Regions from separate parts of the Mus musculus genome. Here region 2 is linked to region 1. A link is a contact called in public Hi-C data. All regions are on one chromosome and are shown on one strand. Each heading gives the region's core, a stretch centred on a gene start, on an enhancer-like site or on the middle of the called end of the contact. The rest is flanking DNA. Distances are from core to core; before and after follow the strand shown. Region 1 overlaps Gm40287 (a long non-coding RNA gene). Region 2 has its middle 30 kb from the start of Gm36372.

The links. Hi-C and Micro-C count contacts between places; a contact is called where the count stands out from the background.
Region 2: a contact with region 1 is called in a Hi-C map of the N1E-115 cell line, with 2.9 times the contacts expected there. The contact joins two enhancer-like sites. A contact is called at or near these places in 1 of 15 datasets of contacts at CTCF or cohesin (the NIH/3T3 cell line), 1 of 484 Hi-C or Micro-C datasets (the N1E-115 cell line) and 1 of 115 datasets of contacts at active chromatin or transcription factors (embryonic stem cells).

What each region holds. Positions count from the first base shown.
Region 1 is chr12:15,702,276-15,706,659 of GRCm38.p6, forward strand. Gm40287 (a long non-coding RNA gene) reads left to right here. Exons shown (of 6, transcript XR_872503.1): 2 at 730-1,004. Among named protein-coding and RNA genes, the nearest start is that of Mir6387, 97 kb to the right of the region's middle. Within about 2 kb of position 2,441, at least 47 of the 459 cell types and tissues checked have an H3K27ac peak or open chromatin away from gene starts, as enhancers often do. A contact at or near this core is called in the N1E-115 cell line, where this site is marked.
Region 2 is chr12:16,259,762-16,264,145 of GRCm38.p6, forward strand. No RefSeq gene overlaps it. Among named protein-coding and RNA genes, the nearest start is that of Gm36372, 30 kb to the left of the region's middle. Within about 2 kb of position 1,755, at least 36 of the 459 cell types and tissues checked have an H3K27ac peak or open chromatin away from gene starts, as enhancers often do. A contact at or near this core is called in the N1E-115 cell line, where this site is marked.

The DNA of each region.
Region 1 (4,384 bases), core at 1,191-3,690:
CAAAGCTCTACATCAGCAATGGCAGGGCAGAGGTGGGGCTAAACAGGTCTTGCTGAGTCACCCTGATAAGGAAGTGACTGAGACAGGTCACAAAACTAGAGCCAGGCTTAGGCTCTCCCATGAGGCCACAGAAACTAGAGGTAGGCTCAGGTTTGTCCTCAAAGCCCAAACCAGGACCAAAATAGGGCCCAACAAATGGTGAGCCCCTGGTGGTGACAGTGGATGCTTGAAGGCTGCCTGGCACCAAGACTTGCCAAGACAGCAGTAACACAGATTTTGTCAACAAAGCACATTCAGATCTCAGGCTTCAATCTACACTTCAATCTCAGGACTCAAAAGGGAACTCAGTCATAAGGAGTTAGGGATTGGCAACCTCCATCACATGGTTATTTTATTGATGAACATAAAATGAAACCTAATGAGCTGTGGTTGAATCACCATCAGATACACAGGTTTGTGAGATGCTGAAATGCCACATGGAGAAAATGTAAGCTTTAGTTAATCAAGGAAAGTGATTGATACCCTCTGTTACCCAGAGATCATTGCTTTCCACATTTAAACCTTGTTAATTGTCTTGGGATGATGGAAGAATAGATGCTATTTGGAAAGAAAACATGAAGATTGGGACTTTGAATGCAGTGGCTGTGGGCATTTATGAGGAATCCTAGTGTGTTGGTGGATCTCACTGTGATGATGTAAAATTCACCAGGCATATCTCCATGCCCTCAGAATTTTGAGCTCATCGGATAGAAGAAAGAGCTCCTTGATGAAAATGAAGGAAGTTCTAGCTTTCTTCTGTACCTGGAAGACCTGGTGATCCATGATGAAGACTGAAGGAAGTAAAAGGGGAAGGGATTTGGAGTCAGGCGGATGGGGTTCAGCTTTCCCTGCAACTTCCTGCTTCCTTTGCTCAAAATGGCCTTGGGGAATTTGTGCTTCCCTCTCTGAACTTGACCTTCATCCTTAAAAATCAAACAATGAAACACCACAAGAATCTGTGAGAGGTAAGAAAGTACTTAACTCACTTGTTTGTTCCCAAGTGCTTAACCACTCTGAAAGGTGTGAATGAAATTCATTTTGACCCCTTTAAATTCCAAGCAGGATTTTCATGAGACAGTGAACTCTAATTTAATATATTTTTCTGTCTTCTTTTTTAAAAAAAAAAAAGTCTTTACAATTTTATTCATTTGTGTGTGTGTGTGTGTGTGTGTATGTGTGTGAATTAATTACATTAATTGATTGATTGGTGGGGCGTATGTGTACCATGGCACCCTTGTGGTCAGAGGACAACTTGCAGGGATGAGTTCTCTCTTTCTATTATGAGGGTTCCTAGAATTGAACTCAGGTCACTAGTCTGGGTAGTAAATAATACAGATTCTTTATGACACATGGCAATTCTAGACAATAATAATTACCTACTGAGGCTTTCTCTATAAGTGTGGATGTTGTATATCCATTTATGTTATGTATGTCCTTAATTGCTTAGCTGCCATGTTTATATGTTGTAATAAAAATGATTTAACAGGAGGAAAGGGAGCAGGATGCATGATTAGAAAGTAAAATGAAGAGTTGGAAATATTGACTTTTTAGTGGCAGAGGTTCTAAATGATGCTGGGAACCTCTAAGCCAATGACTTTATTATCCTGTATTTTAACATCCTTACCAGGTGGGGGAAAAGTCATTAACCAGGGATGTCTATAAGAATTCTGTATGTTACTCTTTTATCTAATTTTGTGCAAGGATTTTTTTCCCTCCATGCAGCAAATCAGGCACACTGAGGAGGTGAGTCCAGGTTTCATAGGAGCCTATGGTAGCCAAGGGGCTTACAGAGCACCTACTATGAACACATTTGCCAGCAAGGGAAGGTTATGGTCAGTTAGATTGCTTAGTTATCATGAAAGACCTACCAGGATGTTGTATATTAGGTAACTGAGTCTCTTCTAACTAATGTTCAGTCTGCGAGGTCCTCCTACACAACAACACCACAGACACATTTTTAATTTTATCAGCACCATGGATTTTTGTTTGTGGAGAATTAAGACCCTTCTCTTCAACACTGAACTAGGGTAAAGAAAAGGCAAGTATGGCAACAAAGCCACAGAAATATAAAGATGGACTCGACTCGGAGACCTGGTCACATGCAAGGAAGAAAACCAGAAGATAGAACTGGGGCAGGGAGGAGGAGGAGGAGCAGGAGGAGCAAGAGGAGGAGGAGGAGAACATGCAGACAGAGCACAAGCTGAAAGGGACCTTGAGTATTTTCAAATTAAGCTTGTCTTTTTTTCCCCATAATAACAGTTACTTCATATCCTCCTAAAGTTGGCATGTTTCTCTTGGGAAGATAAATCCTTTCTGGCAAGCTGGCTGCATTCTCGCTGAAGCAGGAAGCCCTAGTCATCATCCCATTATGCAATGCTGCGTCCGGCCAGTAATTGCCTATCTGACATGCTAGCCTCCCACATTCCTGAGATGCGTCCAGCAGAGGCAGGAGATGAGATTAGCGTGTGTTAGTGTATGTTTGCAGCTAGCCACCATTGCTCTTAGTCAGTGTGTCTTTCAGTCCCTATGTGCTGAATCAGGGACAAGGATTGTGGACCGTGGAAGACCTGCTCTGTCACAAGTGTTTGTCTCTAGGTAGAAATGCTTCCCTTTGGGAAAAGATGGAATTTCAGAGAGGATTGGCTTTGTTTTAAGCATATCTACCATCTATCTATCTATCTATCTATCTATCTATCTATCTATCTATACATACATACATATATACATACATACATAATGCATATGACAGATATATAGAGATATGAGACAGAGTGAGAATTTAATGGCTACAAAGCACCCAGAAAAAAATACCACGGCTAACCACATCATTATCCCTGTGTGAGGCTGTGCAGATTCAATTACTTGGCATATAGAGCACAAATAAAAGGTTAGGAACATAGAAATTGAGTTCTGCCACATACTATCTGTGTGACTGGAACTGTTTCTTTACTTTTTCTAAGTCTCATGTGTGCATTAGACAAAATAATAAGCACTCCACCAGTTAGTGCAATATGATGAGATCATGTGTATAAAAACCCTTGGACCATGTCTGCCTGTCAATACGTGCTGTTTATGTTTCCTGGATATATGTCAAGCATAGGTCAGGCTTTGTATTCCCAATCCTTCCCTCTCAGCCCCCAGCACAGCAGTGTTCTATGAGCACCCCTTCCAAGCAGAGACTGTGGGAAATAATTCTGTATCTCTAGCTTACCAAAGGGCTGGAGACACAGACAATCAGTGCATTTGTGCTAAATATTGATGGGAGGGAAGACAACGGGATGAGAGTGAAATACAGGGAAAAAGAGAGAAGGAGATGAAAATAGGAAGGTGAAAAGAAGGGGAGGGAAGGGGAAAGGAAAGATCGGAAGTAAAGAAGAGAGAAGAGGCAACGATAGAGGGAGGGAGGGACAGAGAGAGGGTGAGGGAATGAAGAAATGGACAGAGGAAGGAAAAGGAGAAGGGGAGGAAGGTAGTAGGGGAGGACAGAAGACTCAGAAGGATGGGGAGAAAGACAAAGAGACTTTAAGACTTCCAAAGTCAGTCAAGCCAGAGGGAGAATAAAGATCTTAATTTTTGTCTCCTGATTCTCCCCCAAAGAGTTGGTGTGTTGGCCCATTCTTCTTACCAGCTGAGTTTCTTCACTGGACCTTGTGTACCATTCTGTTTCTCCCCCCATGCTTTTACTTGCATGACTTCCACATCTATGGAGTTCTTCATCCCCATCCCTGTCTCTTCAAGTCCCTGCATCCATCAGTATTGTACATATCTTCTTTCTGGGTGCCTTTCTTGACCCAGTAGGCTATGTCATCACTAAGTTCAATCATTCTCCCTTTCTGCCTATTTCATGTCTGAATGTGCCTGCCCAAGTAATGTGCCATTACTGTGTGCGCCTCATAGCCAGAGTTCTTAAACATAATCTCCTGGTACAGACCATCCCCTCACTCTTGGGACTCAGACTCCTTATCTCTTGGTAGTTCAGACTGTGGACCTTTGACAACTGTCAAGGCATCCTGATGTTTGTCCAGATGTATACAAAGTGTATACCTGCACCGAGATATGACACTTGAAGATGTATCTTTCACAAATCAAATAGGGCACATTTTAAACCCTGCCTAACTTTACATTTGCTGTTTTGTTCTGTTCTTATCCTTCAGCTCCAGCCTTAGAAAAGAGCATTTCTGCCATTGCACTGTGTCTTAGAACCACTCTAACTTCACATTGCAAACTGTATGGCCAGAAACAATGAAATACATACATCCACCCTGGAGGTTAGAGTATGAAATCACAATGGCTTTGAGGCTGTTGTCTCTCTGAACTCCTCTAGGGAAGATTTCCTTGATTCTTC
Region 2 (4,384 bases), core at 505-3,004, 560 kb after region 1:
AGTGTGAGCATAGCCCACAGTGTGTGTCTCTATATACATTGCTGAGTGTGAGCATAGCCCACAGTGGGGGCCACTGCATCCATCATTAAGTATGAGCAGAGTCCAGAGTGAGGGTGGGGCCTCTGCACCCATCACTAAGTGTAAGAAGAACGCACAGTAGGGGCACACAATGAGTGGCTTTGTATCCACTGAATGTGAGCAGAGAGCATAGTGGGCCTCTGCATCCATCCCTAAATGTAATCCCAAAATGCATCAGAATGCCATTTGTGCTCTACAGAATGCCACCCCACCTGCAAGGACTTATAACCAAAAGACTGAAGAGCCTAAACTGGACTCTTGTCTTTCTAAAGAGAAAGAAGTATGACAGGAAAGTACACTCTACACAAACAAGCCAATGTTGTCATGCAAACCACAAAGGAAATCACTTGATCCATTGTTCCCATCCTGCCATTCAGCCTGAGACAAGTCAATGATAAACATGAAGGCAAGAGAGAATGTTCTGGAAAACATAGAACCCATCTTTAAATCAAGTAAGTGTTACTCCTAAAACAACTCACATCTCCAGCCTTACAATGCCTCTTGCATGCCTGTCTGCAGAACCAGTTTGTGGTCCTCCCTCTGCTTTGTCCCCTGTGGAGACCAGAAAAGAATGACCTAGTCAATGCAGAGTATGCCATTGCTCCAAATCTCTATAACCAAGAGTTCCAGAAAGCCAGAGACGGAGACACCTAATCCTTCCAATAGCTGAAGAATTGTGTCTTGGGCCTTAGATGCTGTGTTCCAGGGATCTGTTTGGTCCAACAGAAATCTTCCTTGGCTGACTAAAGAAAGAGAGAGGCTGAGTCTCATCTAGGTGATTGGCAAGGGAGACATATGTTGTTCCCCACATGTGTTCACACCATTCAGGCTTTCAGCTGGGAGCAGCCCCAACAGTAAGAACATATCCAAACAAGCATCATAGAGCCTGCCTGGGGCTGTGCAGCCAACAACCTGACTGGGAATGAATGAGATTGCTCCTAGCAGAGTTCCAAGCTGGAAGGAATCATTAAAACGGTGGCTACTATTTCTCTGCAGAAAAAAGAGACTCAGTCGGGGTCATTCTAAAATAGCCTTTGCAGAGACATCTGTTCTGGTGGCATCTCCACTCAAGCAAGTATGCAATGCTCTCGTTTCCAGTGAAACTGATCAACGGGTGTTTGCATGCAGAACAGTGCATTTTCATAGCAAATGCCTGGCGTGTTTGCAAATACTAAATGATTCGGGTGGGGTGGGCTGGTGAGTGTGTCCTGTCAATGTCGATCTAATGGCCTTCTTGTGAAGCTTCAGGCCAAGCTGAGGTGACTGGAGGGACTCTAATGAAACTGATAATATCTCTGGCTTGGCTAGAAGATGACTCACCAGCCAGAGACTCATTAGCACAGGGTCACCCGGGAACTGAGAGGTTCCTTTCAGAGCAGGAGGCACAGATATCCAGCACACTGCTTGCATTTCAATGACTCTCTCTCACGGAGGAGAAGCTGGCTTCGCTAAACCAGGAATGCACATCCTCAAAAAAGAAGAATGATTGCTGCTAATTAGGGATAATTTTAAGACTCTCCGACAAAACGCAGGTGGAATTCTTTCAATTCATTTGCCTTTGAGTTAGTTCTGAAGTGCTGGCTGCTGTCCAACAAGTATCTACAGTTCCTATGAATTCATAAGGATCCAGGGCTTCAGCACAAAGTCCAGCTGAGCAGTCAGTGGTCACCTTAGTAACATCAGTGTCCTGGCTGTGTTTATGTACAATTATCATGGTGTCAGATACACCAGCCAGAGAACCGTACTGATGATAAAAGACAAAACTGGCCTTTTGCTGGTAGAAATGAGTGGCACTCTTGCCCGAGTAGAGCCAGCTGTCTAGGGCAGTTCACGCTCACCATGTGATAGACACTAACATTTGGGGACCATCCTCCTTCAACGACCTGGTGTCTCATTTTTCCCTCCTGTCTTGATTCCAAGTTTTTCTTCCCAACTATGCTTTATCTACCTGGTTACTGCCTAGATTCCATGTACTTCTTTTGCCTTATATGTTATCAGTCCCCATTTCTCTACTGATGAGTCTCCTTTCTACCCTTCATCTTTCCCATCCATCCAGACCCATCCTTTTCCAAGCTCAGATGCCACAGGGCCAAGAGCCTGCCCAAAGCACAATTTGATATAGGGTCTCACAATGAGTACCTAACCTTCTGCTTTTATGTTTGAAAAATTTCATTAATTGTGGGGAGGGGCAGGGTATATGTTATGAGTACCAAAAGAGGCAGATCCCTAGTGTAACAATGTATTCTGGCCTGCCCAATGAGGGTGCTTATAGAAGAACTTGGGTCCTGTGCAGAAGTAGCACCACGCACTCTTATTTACTGTTTTCTTGGTTTTATCCTTGTTTTTTATTGGTCTATTTGTTCTCTAAAAAGAGAGAGAGAAGGAAGTTGTGGAGTTAGGTGGGCAAGGAGGTTGAAAAGATCTAAGAGGAAACAAGAGAGCTGAAATCATGATCAGAATAGATAGTAGGAAAATATTATTTGTGTGTGTGTGTGTTTGTAAGAGAGAGGGGGATCTTTCTTGCCACAGTCCTTGTCCCAGTAGTTACAAGGTACTAAGTGACCCGTGCTATCTGTGCCTTCAGTCTGTTGAATTGGGAAAAAATAAAGATAAAAGTAATTGAGAGGAAAGGAGGAGGAGCAAGAACAACAAAAAACAAGAAATAACAGCAATGAAGGAACCGTGGTGGGGGAGATCATGTAGGTAAACGATAGATGACAGACAGATAGATTATAGGCAGATGATTGATCATGGATGGATAGATAGATAGACAGACAGACAGTCACTAGCATCCAGAGCTCTAAAAACGTGAACACTCTCTGTGCCCTCCTCTGATCTCCCTGAACTCAGACTACCATCCAGGTAAGGCAGTGGGCACCATCCTCTCTTTGGCATATGGTAAACACAACCTTCCCTATTTCCCACACTCACTTTCTCCACAAATGTGAACCCATTTCTACCTCTATTTGCTTAGAAATCAGTATCAGATGCAAAATGTTTTTTCTGTAATTATTCTTAAGTAGTATTTCTATTGTACACAGTGGGAAAATTACCTTCCTCATATTTTCCAATGCAGGCAAGCGATACAACATGAATCCCCTCTCAAGTGTCTTACCAGCAATGTTCCGAATGATGACTGCACTAGGGTTTTTCTGAGTACTTACCACTGGTCATGTTTGTCTAAGATAGTCACTTCCCAGAGGAGACATTAGAATGTCACACAGAATCCATAGTTTGTTCATTCCACAGCAATAAAAACATGTTCTCTTAAAAATAGCTCTAATGTTCAAAGCAACTTTCTCATCAGAGCAGGAGGACAAATTAAGAGCTGTCATGATCTAAGTAAAAGGAAGGATTTTAGTCCCTGAAATTTCATGTTTTGAAGACTTACTGCCCAGATTTATATATTGAATGGTATTTGCCATTGGGACACCAGGCAGTGATTAGGATTGAGGGCCTCAGAGTGGGACCTCCTAATAGTATTTGTGGCTTTATAAAATTGAGTGAACACACTAGCCTTACCTCACCATGCCATTGGGGATATGACGACACAACAAAGCCCTTACAGGACACTCTAGGACTTTCAGCCTCCAGAACCATGAGCTAAATCAGTGTGAATCCCAACACCCATGGGGCTCACATATCAGATAATCTATATGTCCGATATTTATTATGATGGATAGTAATAATAAATTTAAAGGATTGCAGTATTAGGAGTGTTGAGAACCACTGGACTAAGCAAACTTCTATTCTTAGTGCATTACAGTAACAGGAATTTCCATAGCAACTGGAAACAGAATAAGACAGTAAAAGATGCTTACAGCAATAGAATTATTCTGTATTGGACTATATTAGTGTCAATACCCTATCCTATTTGTGATGTTATCATTAAGCCTTCCAAGACTTACTGTTAGAGGAAATAGGTAAAGGGTAAATCATGAGATCTTAGTGGTTTTTTTCCTTTTATTTATTTAATTAATTTATTTATTTGCCTCCAAAATGTTGCCCTCCCTCCACATCTCCCTTTGTAGGGATGGTGCCTGTCCATGGGATGGATTCCAAGTTGGGCCTCTCATTGGACAGCCATTCCTTAAGTCTCAGCTCCATTTTTGTTCCTGCATTTCTTTTAGACAGGAGCAATTCTAAGTCGAAAGTTTTGTAGATCGCTTGATGTCTCATCCCTCCAATGGAGGTCCCATCTACTGGAGCTCCCAGGGATCCAGGTTAGTTGACACTGTTGGTCTTCCTATGGAGTTGCAACTCCCTCCAGTTCCTTCGGTCCCTCCCTTAACTCTCAGAGGATAGG